Regions from separate parts of the Sus scrofa genome. Here region 2 is linked to region 1. The links are chromatin contacts, called in public HiChIP or PLAC-seq maps. All regions are on one chromosome and are shown on one strand. The core of a region is the stretch at or near the end of the contact, and the rest is flanking DNA. Distances in the headings are between cores, read along the strand shown.

The links. HiChIP or PLAC-seq counts read pairs in DNA pulled down with a chosen protein or histone mark.
Region 2: an H3K27ac HiChIP or PLAC-seq map of skeletal muscle shows a contact between it and region 1. The contact joins the promoter of PRSS23 here to the promoter of ME3 in region 1. A contact is called at or near these places in 1 of 5 promoter capture datasets (fetal skeletal muscle), 12 of 47 Hi-C or Micro-C datasets (adipocytes, alveolar macrophages, brain and 7 more) and 2 of 2 datasets of contacts at active chromatin or transcription factors (alveolar macrophages and skeletal muscle).

The regions. Positions count from the first base shown.
Region 1 is chr9:20,486,182-20,493,972 of Sscrofa11.1, forward strand. ME3 (malic enzyme 3) reads right to left here and starts at 2,834. Exons shown (of 16, transcript NM_001244258.1): 1 at 2,776-2,834; 2 at 2,275-2,472. The coding sequence starts at 2,457.
Region 2 is chr9:20,599,835-20,607,625 of Sscrofa11.1, forward strand. PRSS23 (serine protease 23) reads left to right here and starts at 3,842. Exons shown (of 2, transcript XM_003357231.3): 1 at 3,842-4,067. It also overlaps a transcript of ME3 not described here.

The sequences.
Region 1 (7,791 bases), core at 1,584-4,083:
AAAGTGCCAAGCTTCAGGCCTTCCCTGGGGACTCTCTGAGCACCTGAGGTCAGCAGGAGGGTGGCACTCCAGTGGGAAGTGAGGGGCAGCCCCCAGGCAGGGCTGTTCCCTCCACTGTTTCCCCTCCCTCCTCAAGGGTGAATGGGGGAGGCCAACTCAGCATCACCCCAGATATCCCCTCTCCCTGACAAGCATCAGCTGACCTCAGGGATATACAAAAAAATCTTTAACGTCATGACAAGGTCAGGTCCCCTAGATTTATGGGCAGTGTCCGTTTGTACTATTTAGGAGGAGAAATTTTCCATCAAGGACAAGGGACAAGGGCTTTTAGGGAACCATAAACCTAGGGTAGAAAAGACAAAGCTTTCAAGGCCCTCTTTTACTTTTTAACTACTCATAGAGCATTAAGTGCCAATACTTCTAAAGCAATTAGAACAATCAGAGTCTGTGGTGGGGCTTCATTATTTTGCTTTCCAGCGTCCATTCCTCCTGCCTCCGATAACAAATACAGATTTACTTGGGGAAGGGGGATGAACCACATCCCCTTTATTCTAAACCAGGTGGAATGGGTGCCCCTAACCTAAACACTATCTTTCAATCCAGGGGGGAGCCCTGATGGCTTAAGTGATGGTGGTCGGTTTGGAGAATGGATGGAAAGGAATCCAATCAGAGTCCATGAGACAGAAAGAATATTTTTCTGAGACCTCAGAGAAAGTGTCCCTTTTCTTCCACAAGGGTTATCAGAAGAACGTGTCCTTCTATCCCTGGATGGTGTGGGGTGAGAAAAAGTGAAGGGGACTGTGGCAGCATGGAGGTGAAAGACTCTCCTGGATGGAGCATGAGGATGAAGCTGAGTAGAGAGCCAGAGAGAATGTGCATCCTGAGAGATGCCACCCAGACTGCTGAGTCAAACTCACCTGCAACCCCTCCTTCCTCTAAATAGTGAGTTGAAGAAGGCTTTTATTGGCTAAGCCAGTTTGAGTTCATTTTGCTAACACTTTTACCAAAGCAAATTTAAATTCATAAAACACCCCACCCATTCCAAAGTTGTAATATACATAGGATTTAGGGTTCCTTTTTTGGGAGGAAGCAGGGGGCACTGTGTGATAGGTGGAGGTTGAGAGAAAAAAATTCCTTTCTCAGCCTCTTCTATTAATTCTGCAGGAAACAGTCACATACTGAACATTGACATAATTGTCCCTATTTCTCAAAAACACCTTTTCCACAAGAACTTCCGCCCTTGACTTTCACAATCCTAATTCAAAGAAATTATTACAGTTCTTATTTTGTAGTAATTATTTATTTACCAAGCACTTTATATAGTTTAAAATATGATTTCAAATTCAGTAATTCATTTGACTGTCATAATAACTGAATGTGGTAGGAATGGTGGGTTTGTCTAACATCCACCTTAAGCAACAGAAAGTGGCACTCAGAGAAATTGAGATGCCCAAGCTAACTTGAGGAGGTGCCCGGAGACAGGCGTCAAGTCTCTGGCTTCCTGGGTTTTTAACACCCGTGATACTAAACTTGACTCTCAGGAACAAACGTGTGTGCTCTTAGGCACTGCTAACAAGCAGTGAGCTGAACTTGACCCAAGCACCAGAGATCCAGCCCCAGATTTCAGCGGCAGAGCCAAAACTAGCTGGTGACCTTGGGCAAGTTCCCTTTGTCTTGTTTTCTCATTTGTAAAAGGAGAGGTTTGAATTAGCATATCTGATGCCCCTTCAAGGTCTAAACGTTCTTATAATTCTAGACTTTTTGGTCTCTGCTCAAATCAACCTTTTTCTCAGAATAATTACAATTTTAGCTGACATGTGCTCCCACGGGGTGTCAGATACTGTGCTAAGGACTCTGCCTCCATTTTCTCTTGAAAGCTCACAATGCTGCTGAGACAACTGCTTCCGCTTTTACGGAGGGGGAACTTGGCCTGACAGTGATTAAATGAACTGCCCAAGAGCAACAGAATCACTAAGCATCAAGGGGAGATCCGACCCCACGTCGGACTGGTCATGAGGACCTTAACCCCGTCTGTATGTTTGAAGAAATTGGGCTCCCTGCGTTACTGATCACCTCTTTCCAGGGAGAAGAGGAGTGGTTAAAAAATAAAGGAAGAAATACAAGCCAAACCGAGTTACTGCAAGCTTCCCCCGGCAAAAATGGAAAGCCACTGGAAGGGCGGCTGGGAGGATCCTTCCCGGGCCCAGGGGGCGGGGCGCCCTCCGGCCGGCGCTGGATAGCGGCTTGGGCCATCCCACCCTCCGGGACCGTTACCTTGTTGAGATGCGGATTCCTGGTGACATCGTATCCGCGCTTCTTCAGGGGCACAGGACGCGGCAGGCCCGTCTTGGAGTGGCAGCCTCGGGCGGGCGCGGGGGGTGCCCAGCGCCGGACGGCGCCGCAGGCCTGGCGGGGCAGGAGAGCCACCCGCGCGCCGCTGCCCAGCGACGCACCCATGGTCCTTGCGCAGACCTGCCACGGGGAGAAACCAAGGTCAGGGGCGCCGCCCGGCCAGCCGGGACCTACGCGCGTCGAGGGGCACAGAGTCTCAGCCAGGGATGCGTCCGCAGGGTTCAAGCCGCGCAGCCCCTGCCCCTCCCCCGCGGCCACCTGCGCGACTCCCTCCCGGCGCTTGCGGCGCGCAGGCCTCGCCAAGCCCCGGGCAAAGCGAAAGCAAGCTCAGGAAGTAGATCCCGTGCGGGCAATAGCCCGCGCCACCTCTGCCCCAGTCCCCGAGAGAAAAAGCGGCGACTGCGCGGCAAGGATTCCCCGCACCTCCAATCCCGATCGGTGGCGGTGGCGCGCCTGGGTCTCTGGCTTCCCCAGCCCACCTGTGCTGCGCCCGGAGCTGAGTCTACGCGACCCGGCTGCGGGGCAGGCGGGGCGAGGCGCTGCGGGGCCGTTTCCCTCCTGCCAATGAATGTACCGCGCCCGAGGCCGCGAGAGCGCGAGGCTGGTGCTTTATGGAAAGAGAGGTCCGGAAACCTTTGTTCGCAATGCGGGGTTTCCCTCAGGGTGCGCGTGGAGAGCCTCACAGCTAGGTGCAGTGCCTCCGCGGTGCCAAAATGAACCTCAGGATGCCACCCCTCCAACTCCCAACCTCTCCACTTGACAAGCCAAATGCACAGAGGGGGCTTGGCATTTAGGGGTCAATAACCCCTTTTACAATCCCACCCTTTGGAGAAGGCCCTGGCTTCTGGGTAAGGAGTAGAAACCGTCAGGCACCCAGGGCTTAGTGTTGTGTTGTGTTGTCAGGTTCAATAGCCATTAGCCACTCGCGTCTCTATATATTTACCCAAGTCCATTTAAATGGAATAAAATTTAAACTCCACGTCCTCAGTTAAACCAGCAACAAAGCAGGTACTCGAGATCCACCTGAGCTTTGGGTTAGGCCAGCACAGGTGTGGAACATTTCTATCCTTACTGAAAGTTCTATGGGACATCAATGATATAGGGTCCACAGTCCTGGGGACCCCAGGAGCATGACATGGGTTGTTGGGACCAGGCAAGAACCTTGGAGTCCATCTAATCCTGAACCTAATTTTACACTTTTTCCACACAGTAGCCAGGAAATTCCTATTAAAGCAAACATTTAATTGCATGTGGAATAAAATCCAAATTCTTTTTGGGGTCTGCTAGTTATCCCATAGCCTGGTCCCTGCCAACTTCTTCAGGCTCATCCCACTCCAGTCTCCCTCTCACTGATCTCTAGCCACGCTTGCCCCTTTCTGTGTTTCCACCCCAACCACAACTCTCTCAGCTCAGGGCCTTTGCACTTGCTATTGCCTCTGTTTGGCACACTCCGCCCATGCTCTCAGATCTCCACTAAGTTGTCAGCTTGAAGGTTTTTCCTCCACCCAGTCCAATGTCAGCCTCCACTAGGGATTATGTGGTGAAGGACTTTTCTGTTTGCAAAACTCAACACAACCAGTAATCGGCTCATTTTCTAATCATTGTTGACTGTCTCCCCCTAAAATGTAAGCATCATGAGGAAAGTCTCTTTGCTTGTAAACCCCTGTATCCTCACTCTCTAGCTTAATGACTGGTACATAGTTGCACAATAAATAGATGTTGGGTGAATGAAGGAAATGACAGCCACTTTCATAAGGACTATGAACCCTCAGACTGACTGCCAGACAGATGGCAGGGTCCTCTACTGACTTCCCTGCTCACCTCCCACGCAAGCAGCCTTCAGCGTGTGCGCAAAGTACACAGCAGACATTGTGCTGCTGGGAACTGCCTCTGCCTGGATCAGGATTCCGATCCTTTGACACAATCATCGCCTCCTTCTTTCTCTCCCCTTACCAGTCCCATCTCCAATTTGCAGCCCAATTATCTACCTAAAAGCACATTCCAAAACAGAATTGAAATTACCTGGTGGGGGAATGCAGGGGGCGGGGGCAGCACAGATTTCCAGGCCCCAGCCACAGAGAATCCATTTCAGTAGGGTTCAAATGCCTAAAGTCTGGTTTACTCTTGGTCATTTACATAAACACATAAATGATCTTTTTTTTTTTTTTCCTAAACCAGTTTGAGTCAGAATTTTGATTGCTTGCAACTGGAGGTATTAACTGATATTTTCCTCTCAACACCATTTTTATATTTGTTAATCTTCCCACCAGTGGACACATCTTGAGGTTAGAGTATGTGTGTGTGTGTGTGTGTGTGTGTGTGTTGTGTGTGTGTGCACACGTCCGTCTTTGGTACCTGGCACATAACAAATAGTCAAAAACTGTGGGTCTGCCTTTCCTCGATTCAATGATCTTTCTCACCTGGAGGACATTTAATAGGTAACTTCAGTCATCTGAAACTCAACTAGAAACCAGGATGTAAACAAAGCTTCCCCAAAAAGTCAATATAATTTTTATACCATCTATTCACCAAAGCACACACAGCTTGCATCTAAGATTCTCTCATGTGGCTCCACCTGTGGCCTATGTTGTCTTAACCCAGACACAAGTCTAGCAATATTGTTCTTCTTTCCTGTGTGTTTGATCCTTGGCCAAATTAAGGAAAGGTGCTAAAGGCAGGTTCACCAGGTGTAGCAGCAGAAGGCAGTGGAGAGAGGAGGTGGCTGCTCTGTTCTCCAGAGCCCATCAGGGATCCGAGTTGGATTCTTTCAGTGTTGTCTCCTCTCCACTGAAGCATGAATGACTACATCAGCACCCCAGCTGGTGGCAAGGGAGACGAGGAAGTGGAGGGCACTCCTTTAGGGAAATGATATAGAAGTGGCACGCGTTACTTCTCCTCACATTCTGCTGCTGAAACCTCAGTCACATCAGCTACTTGCAAGCCAGGAAGTAGTGTCTCTGGCAGGAAAGGCGTGTGTGCTCTCCGCTAAGGCTCAGTGCGGAAGTCTACCACTAAAAGGAGGAAGCAGAAAATAGGTCCTGGGGACCAGTAACTACCAATCTGGACATAACAGGCATTTTATTTAATGTGCTTGGCATGGAGTGGATGCTCAGAAACTGGTACCGATTATTATTGGCGTGGATGGTTTCCATCTCTGGTTTCCAGGCAACTTCCTTACATTTGTTTACTTATGTATATTTATTTATGGCCGTGCCTGTGACATATGGAAGTTCCCAGGCCAGAGATCAAACCCGTGCCATAGCAGTAATGAGAGCCACAGCAGGTGGACCATGCTGGATCCTTAACCTGCTGAGCCACAGGGCAACTCAGCTTCCTTTTAGAGCTGAACATGGGATTACAGAGGCCAGGTTCAGAGCCGTGGAAACATCTCAGAACTTCTTCAGTTCCATATTACTCTGACTTCCTTAGCAAGCCAGCCCTGTGGTCTGGTCCAGCACTAGACAGAACTAAGGAGTCTCTGTGATTTGTCTCAGTCTCTCTGCCTTCACATCCCATTTACTGACTTCTGCCATGGCTGTAATGCTGCTTCCAGGAGTGGCAGGGAAGGAACCCAATTTCCATCCTCCCTGGCCAGAGTTCCCACAGTCCCAGGGCCCTGAGCACCTTTGCCCCTTCATTCTGATCACAGAGATTTGCATATGTACCTGCTGCCCTGCTAGATGGAATTCCTTGAGGACTGGAACCACCATTTACAACTCTTTGCCTCCCCAGTACCTGGCACCAAGAAGGCATTCAGTGTGTTGAATTAAAACTGATGCGAATCAGGAGTTCCCGTCGTGGCACAGTGGTTAACAAATCTGAATAGGAACCATGAGGTTGCAGGTTCCATCCCTGGCCTTGCTCCGTGGGTTAAGGATCCGGCGTTGCCATGAGCTGTGGTGTAGGTCGCTGATGGGGCTCAGATCCCTTGTTGCTGTGGTTCTGATGTAGCACCAAAAGGACAGCGGTAGCCTGATTTTAATGGTCATCGTCATTGTCCTCATTACTCCCAGGCTTGCATCCTACACTGTCACCTAGCACAGTATTGGGTGCCATAAATGCCCACAGAACTGAATTTGATTCACCTGAGTAGGGAAGGACAAAGTGGCATAAGAGAGACCATGGAGCCTCGAGGTCCCATCTCTCTGACCCCCTCCTCTGGAGCTGTTTCCAGGGTAACTGAGTCTCCGTCTCTTCTGATCCCTTCCTCCACCTCCCTGCCACCCTCCCCCCGGCCCATTACGCAGGAATAAACTGTTCTATGACATTCTGAAAATATCACAAGGAGAAATGACAGCATGATCTTGTTGGGTAGCAGAAGAAAACATGTTTCTTATTTGTCTATTGCATCGCAGTCTCTTTCTCTCTTCCTCTGTTGCATTGCCATAATTGGTGGATACCTAATTTTCACAAGAAAACATCTGTGAAGTAACCACATTTCTAATCTAGGCGGTCGCCCGACCCTGTTATCTCTGCACACTCTTATCACAAAAACACGTTGAAGTCTTTATTTACAAACTCACTCAGCTTTCTACTCAAGCAGTTGTACCACACATAATTGCCTCCAGAGAGAAGAATAAACATGCTGCCTTTCTTTTTCATCAGACTCCCTGCCTGATTCTCATTTAGTTCTGCCCTAATCCTGACCAGGCTCGCTTCCCTTCCTGGCCTGACCCATGGGGCAGCCTTTATTTTCATGGTTGGTTTAGGCACAGACAATGTATAATCCATGTCATACATGCCCCCACTTCCGTCCTGCAACAGGAATGCCAAGAGGAAGACCTTCTTGTTCAGACTGATTGGGGAGAGACCGAATCACCAGCCCTTCTCGTGTTTTCTCTAGGCCTCTGGGTTTCCCAGAGGTTGTTTCCAAAAATCTACTTCCTGCCCCTCTTGAAACACTATTCAATCCCTCAGTCCTCCAGCCTGCTCCCAGCCCCTCGGCCTCCTCTCTCCTGGCACAAAAGTTAGACAAAAAGGCAACTGTTTGAAAAAGGCAAGACACGGAAACGAATTCATGGCAGCAGCTGCTGGGCTAAGCAGCTGATAAGAGGGAACAAATCTGTGCCCTGGGTGTTTGTTCGGAGGGAGGTCAGGGCAGCGGCTCGGCGGGCTGAGGGGCGGGCCCTTGGACATTGTGTGATTCGCCCATCTGGCCCATTCAGCATCCCCTGCCCCCGTGACCCCTGCTTTGCCAGCTCAGCTCCTTCCCTCCTCCGGCTCCCAGCTTGTAGAACTGTGATGAGCATGGCCTCCTGCTTCCTCATTGATTTTGCAGCAGTCCCCACACACTTCCGTAACGGGAAAAAAATGGTTTTCTCTGTTGCTAGTCTTATTTCTCAGAGAGACAAAAATCATCAACTTTCTGGGAGAATCCTGAGGCTCTCACTAAAGCTTCGGTTATTTTCGCTTTCCGTGTTTTTCAAGTGTGTTTCCTTT
Region 2 (7,791 bases), core at 2,592-5,091, 110 kb after region 1:
TTTGTGTCCCCTTTACCGCTCACACAGACACTTCATTTCTGACACTGCTGGTCACCAAATGCATGGAGGGGTTTTCTTCAGACCAAGGCATTTCCCCATCAGCTGGGTGTCCCACCCTTTCATTCAGTTCTGACACTATCTACCTGGAAATAGCGTCAGATGCCACAGGTTAAGGGCTCAGTCCCACAAGGCTGTCCCCACCCCCTTCAGATGCCAACTGCAAGCAGTAGTTCCCCAGGTGACCCACAACTTCTGTCCAATTCAGCTACAAATCAGAGCTTCCCATGACCCTCTCTTGGGTTGGATTAATTTGCTAGAATGGCACAGAACCCAGGAAAACATTTAGGTTTACGAGTCTGTTAAAGGACATGGTAAAAGACAGAGATGAACAGCCAGATGAAGAGATGAGTGAGGGTGAGGTCAGGGAGGGTCCTGAGAGGAGCAGCTCCTGTTCTCCTCGAGGTGGGGTGTGTCACCCTCCCAGAACACGGCTGTGTTTACCAAGCCAGAAGCTCTCTGAACCCCACACTTTTGCAATTTTATGGAGGCTTCCTCACGTAGACATGAGCAATTATTAACTCTATTTCCAGCCCTTCTTCCTTCTCAAGAGAATGGGGGCGGGGCTGAAAATTCCAAGTTTCTAGTCCTGGCTTGTTCTTTCTGGTGACTAGCCCCCACCTTGGAGCCATCCAGGAGCCCCGCCAAAGTCATGTCATCAGAACAAAAGACAGTGCTAATACTCAGGCAATTATAAGGGTTTCAGAAGCCCTGTGTCAGGAACCAGGGTCAAAGACCAAATATTAAAATACGATGCTCCTGGTGCTGTATCACTTAGGAAATAGCACGTGTTTTAGGAGCCCTGTGCTAGAAACCAGGGGCAGAGAGCAATGTGTACTTTTTTTTTCTATTATCTCACACCTACTGAGTGAAGTCAACTTCCTTAGTTTGGTATTCCAATTCCTCTGTCATCTATCTAGCTGCAATCTCTACCTTTCCAAGTATTATTTTCTGCTATATATAGCTCTCATGTGATTTATTCTCAAGAATTATGCATTCCTTTTTTTTTTTTTTTTTTTTTTGTCTTTTTAGGGCCCACCTGTGGCATATGGAAGTTCCCAGGCTAGGGGTCAAATCCGAGCTTCAGTTGCCAGCCTATGCCACATTCTCAGCAAGGCAGGATCCAAGCTGCATCTGCGAGAGCAACACCAGATCCTTAACCCACTGAGTGAGGCCAGGGATCAAACCCGCATCCTCATGGATACTAGTCAGCTTCTTCATCTACTGAGCCACAACAGAAACTCCCCAGGAGTATGCATTCTGAGTATTCAAGTTCAGAGCAAGTTTGACATAGAGCCAAGGTGAACTAGCTATTCCCAGGTCCAGATCTTCCAACTCCTGGGTCAAATGAAGCCTTGTCCTAAAGTCTTTCCTAACCCCATGGCTGGGAACCTTCTGAATTCTTACAGCCTTTATGTCTTCACACCTTGGGACTTTACCTGTCACTTCCTCTTATCTTTCTACGTTTTATTATAGCTACTTGTGGATATATTCTAACTAGTCTCCTCTCTAGAATTCTTCCCTAGGTGGCTACTCTCCTTCAGACAGGGTCTGTTTCATATTCTCTCAAGTGTGTATCCTATCCACTCCCCCATGGTAATATTCCATATGTATTTATTGAATTGGTATAAAGGAAGGGATGAGAAAGATTGTTTAACAGATTCGTAGGAAACTAGCTCTTTGATGAGTAAAAAATAACTGACAAACATCTTACCCACATATAAACTGATACAATTGGAGTTCATAACGATAGACACTGAATTTCACATTTTCTCCTATTTGTGCACTATTAATTTTCCGACACATAAGTAAAATTCAGGCAAATCTTCAGCAAAAACTTAAAAATCCTAAATGATCATCTTGATGATGATTAAGCCACACATATGAATATAACTGAAAAAGTGTCTCATGACCAATAGTTCTCTCTGAACCATATTAATAGAAGCCCATAACATGCATTTACATCATGTGTCAGAGCTGACAAAATACTTCTACAGACATTACTTCATTCCTGTTTTACAACTCTGTGAGATCAGTATGATAGGACTCATCAGCCCTGTTTTACCAATAAGGAAAAGGTAAGGGCGAAGAAAAACTGAGCAACTAGCAAGTTTTCATAACCAAAACCCAAGGTTTCCGATCCTGAGTTCAGAGCTCTTCCAATTATTGTGTTACTTAGGCTAAAAGATAACTTCATCTCTTGCCAGTGATTGATTTAGCAAAGTACTTAGGACTGTTGAATTCCTACCACTGTGATATGCAGAAAGGGCTGGGGAGAACTATCACTGTCTTGCTCCTAAGAGAGAGACAGAGGGAGAGAAGATTTTTTTTTTCCTCCTGGACACAAATGCAGGTGACAACTGCAGAGCCAAAAGAGGCAGGGCTGGAGCCTTGAGTGCCCCTCACCTGAAGCCACTCTATCTTTGAACTTCTCGACGTGCGATACTCAATTTCCTGATTGTCATTTAAGCAGGAGTAAGTCAAGGGTTTCCGTTATTGTGTCTGAAATCATCCCAAAAGAAACTATACAGGAAACTTTATGATATATGGATTTGGGGGAGAGAGTCTTGGGTTTGAATCCCCTCTCCAGCACTTCAAAGTGGGAATGTTATTTACCTAGTTAAGCCTTGGGTTCTTATCAGTTAATAGAAGGATATGTGTTCCTACTGCTCAGAGTCATTTGCTCCAATGTAAGAAGTAGTGGGAAAGGTCTGGTACACAGTAGATAATAAATGGCCATTATTGTTAAGATGAACTTTATACCAATGCTATAAATACTTTCACCAACAAAACCACCCTTTTTAAACTATAACTTTACACAAAACAATTTTATTGGCTCACTCGTGCTTTTCCTTCCAGTCAGGCAGGTATTCGAGTCAATACAAACGTTGATCCCTAACAAGCTTAGATCAAGAATACTCACCCTCTAAGTGAACTTCAGTCCCCTGAAGCTTTGGGATCACTGGGCGGAGGATGAAAGTTTTGATAATAAAATTACAATGGGAACTGAGCTTGGAGGGCTGCTACCAAGGCTGGAGTTTGCCTTCAAGGCAGCTATCAACCTTTCAAAAAGTGGCCCAACAAATCAAAGACTTGTCATTTATTTGTTTTTAATTTTCCTGAAGAAAGGGGTTTCAGGATTTAATAGTTTGATTTTATTACACTGTTTTAAAAAAAAAAATGGTAGAGAGAAAAAGAGACATTGCCATCTCTTGTCCTGAAAGAGAAGATGGTTTGGATAACCTCGCTTTGCCAATATTGCTATTTGTACAACTGTGAGGTCACAGCAATTGAGGACTGGGCTGGGCCTTCCTGGGTCTTCCTGGATTGAAGCTAGGGGCCTTTTCCATTTCAACAATAAAACAAAAAATATCATGTCATCTTAGAATATCATGTCACATCACCAGGTGGAGCTAAGTTTAATTGACAGCATAACCCCCAAACTGCTCTGTTACCTATTATCCCTCTGGGTGATGGACTGAACCCCTGCTCAGGTGGAGAGGAAGCCTTCACTCTGGCTGTGCATGGGTTGTCCAAACAGGGCCTCAGTCAGCCTTGAGTTAAGGGACAAAATATTTGTGTGGTCCAGAAAAGCCAGAGAACCCTGGCTGGGGCCCACTCAGAGAGCATGAAGCTTGTGGGTGCAGCAGCTTTAGGGCCATTGCTTAACAGTTCGGTCTTGATTTTTCAGGGACAGAAACAATGATGAGAACAACAACTTAACCGATCCCACAAGATCTCAGGGCTAAGTGTTCTTGTCACTAATTTTAGTCTGCTGGAAACCCGGATAAAGTCACTCCTCCTTCAAGGGAGTCCCCAGCTGCAGCTGCTGGTGTCAGTACTGGAGCGCGGTGTCCGTGGCCCTCCCAGTGTAACCTTCATGGCTCTGTCAGGGTGACAGGCTCCCCAGAAGCAGTCACCCTCGGGGCTCGCCCTTCCTCCAAGAGCACGGGCTGCAGCGGAGGGCCTCTGAGCAGCCTTCAGCTCTGACATCCACTGCCTTCATGTGGGTAAGTCCCGCCTCACCCCCCACCCCCCTTCCTACCCTTGAATCTGGTCCCAGCCCCCACCCCTGGGATCAGGCCGAACGTTGGCTTTCTAGGGCGCTCTGCAGGCTTTGAAGTGAAGAGAACACAGACCGTTGTGGTTTCCCTAATCTGTGGACCCAAGGAAGCAGGAGCCTGGTGACCATTGTTTGAAATAAACCAGGTTAGTGTTCTGAAAGAGCAGGAAGCCAATCACGTCTATAGACACAAACCCTCCTGCTTTCAACCTTGGGCAGGCCGTCCTTACTTTGTTTCAAAATAGGAAAAATCACTATCACTGTCATTGCCAGGACGGCTACGCAGCACTAGTCCTGGTGAGCTGGCTTGTTTTTCATTAACTCTCCCCTCTACGGAGGCAAAGGAAAACTAGAGGCCTTGGCCTGTGTCTAAGAACTGCCCAAACAATCTGCTGGAATCTAAAAGTAAGTCTCAAGTTTAGCGCCTTGTGGTCTGTTTTCAAGGTCAGGTTGGCTGATACCGCTATACAAGCTTTCCTGTTACGCTTATTCAAAAGGGCTCCCCAACGCCTCCAAATGCATCTATCTGGAGCCTTGCACAGTGCTTTGAGCTGGATGTGTAAGAGCTACAAAATAACCAACACATGATACCTTCTTCAGTCAGTTCTTACACCAGCAGCTATCCCAAGAGTGGTCTTGTAAATAATGATAATGATAACAGGGTAAGTAGCTAATGAGTAGAATCAAGGAAGCATATGTGTTCATAAGTCCCTTGACACATTTCCTAATTTAATCACCATCACGCTGGGAGGAGGGTACCGGCACTACTCTATTTTGCGAATGAGGAAACGGGGGCTCTTTCAGTGTGCTGGTTCTTTGCCCCCCCGCAATCTCCACCCTTTACTGCCCTGCCCTGTGCCTCACCCACCGCACAGCCTGGCTCCCTTGGGAGCTGACTTCGGCAGGCTCCAGAGATCAGCGGGCAGGAGGAGAAGAGATCAAGGCATTTCTTTCCCACTCCTTCCCTTCCTCCTGGGCACCAGTTTCCTGCAATGGCTGTATGGGTCCATAGGGGAGCAACTCCTGGCAGCAGGCCCCCCACCTGGGCGCTCAGGTGCCCCTTCGCCCTCCCTCCCGTGCCCACAGCAGGACCCCGCTGCTGGGCCCTGGGTGCTCTCTGTCCTTGCTTGTTCCTCCACCCTGTCCTCATCTCCAGGACTAGCCACTTCCTGAAAGTCTCTTCATTTGAATCAATTAAGGGCAAACTGGGCTTCTGTTAAGATCCTGACTGACACATCCCGCAAAAGAGATGCAGACTGGAGAGTCAAGGGTGGAGGAGAGGAAAGGTATACTGATAATAAAAGAAGTAACAGTGTAAGGGCTATGAGAAAGCTGTGGAAAGTGTTATGGGAAATCGAAGGCCAATAAAAGGAAAAAATACTTTGCAGAGCATGTGACAGAGTGTTAGGCCTTTTTACTTTTATTTTTTGGCTGCACCTGTGGCAGGTGGTTAAACCAGAGTCACAGCAGTGATGACACCAGACCCTTAACCCACTGACCCACCAGGGAGCTCCTGTTAGGCCTTTCAAGAATGCATACAATTAGGAGTCCCTGGTAATGCAGCGAGTCAAGGATCTGGTGTTGTCATCGCAGTAGCTCAGGTCGCTGCTATGGCGCAGATTCAATCCCTGACCTGGGAACTTCCACCTGCTTTGGGCATAGCCAAAAAAAAATTTTTTTTTAATGTATAGATTTAGACACAGAAAACAAACTGGTGGTTACCAAAGGGGAGGGGGAGGGACAAATTGGGATATGGAATTAACAGATACAAACTGCTGTGTATAAAATAGATAAGCCACAAGCGCATACTCCATAGCACAGTGAATTATATCCATTATCTTGTAATAACCTATAATGGAGTATAATCTAGAAAAACATTGAATTACTATGTTATACACCTAAAATTAACACAATATTGTAAATTAACTGTATTTCAATTTTTTTAAAAAAGTAGAATTGAGACAAGTGGATACAAAGGAAACAGTTTCAAATACAAGCAAAGGCAATGAGGCAAAAAAGCACGAACCACGTATCGGGAACAGAAGTGGTTACTCCTAGAAGTGGGATAAGCTAATGGATGGTTTTCTCAAACTGTGCCCAATAGAACGCCACTGTTCTGTGACATGTTACTACCCTATTGGAAAAAAGAATCGTGGTCAAATAAGACCCGGTAATTTAGAAATAAGTGAGTGTAAGCAGGTTTCTTCACTCAGGACTTCTCAGAGCATCTAGAGTGCTAATATGCATATCTGACCATCTTTTTTTCATGGATGGTCTATTAACATCTTCCAGAATGTGGGAGCAAATAGAGTTTGGGAAGCAAACTCCATCCTGTGGGTGTCCCTGGCAGAGTGACTCAGAACACATTCCAGAGGGTTCTGCATAAAGTCAGTGGGGACGTCACACATCTTGCACAGATGACACCTAGAACACCAGCATGCAGCCATAGCATAAGTCCTGAAATGTAACCAGCACACCAAGCAGAAACTGAATTTATCCTGAGTGACCCGTAAGGAAAGAATGGTGAACGGGCATCAAAGAGAAATTCAGATTTATATCCTGGAAAACATGGGAGCCCCAGTGGTAAAATTTCCCATACAGTGAGCCCTGCTCCTAGGGGCTGCACTGGCAAACCAGAATATTTCAGACCTGATATTCTAAGCTCGTTAGATTTTGACCTATTAATTCATTCAATCATTTATTAAGAAAAAACTAATTGAGCCTTTCTGTGATCCAGGCTCTACTAAACGACAAAGGAAAAGCACAAAGACTAGAAGAATGAGGCAGGGTGCCCCACATGAGGAGCTCTAGACTGCTTAAGGTTGAACATGTAAATACATAGTTTTAGTGCAAGATATAATTTCAATATGATTCTCTGAAAACGCAGAAAACAAACTGACATATGTAGCAATGAAGGGTTTGGAAGCCTTCAGAGAAGAGTTGATATTTGAGCTTAAAGGATGAGTAGAATTTGCCAGGAAAAAGGAGAAACCTCATGAAAAGACTGGATTTGAATGTTCAGCCCCCATACTTAGCCACTTAAAAGATTACTCCTTATAAGACAGAAAAGAGAAAATTATATATATATATGGATAAATATAAACATATATTTAAAACAAAAGGATTTTCAAAAAATGCCTTTTAAAGGTATAGAGATTTGGGAGAAATTTCCATAACATAAATGTAAAGAGAATATCAAAAGGTTATTAAAGTGTATTTCAAGGCTGCAGCTCTGCTGCTTCTCCCTGACTTAGAGGAAGGAAAAAAAGAATCTTTTTTTCTCTTTTGTTCTTGATCATGAGATCTAGTATGCAAGTTCGAGTATATCAGAGAAGCCCAGCACTGGCCTCTGGAGACTTTCTGAATTTGACCAGAGAAAATGAGAAACACACAGTTATTTCAAAATGTTTCTAATTTTTCAGTTTAGAATAGGGCCCACAGTATACAGGAAATTGCTAGTGCCAAAGCCTGTTTTTCTTTCTAATATTTTTTTGTCTTTTTTTTTTTTTTTTTTGGTGGGGGGGGCTGCAAAAGCAGCATATGGAAGTTTCCAGGCTAGAGGTCCAAATAGGAGCTGTAGCTGCCGGCCTACGCCAGAGCCACAGCAACCCCAGATCTGAGCCGCATCGGCAAACTACACCACAGCTCAGGGCAACACTGGATCCTTAACC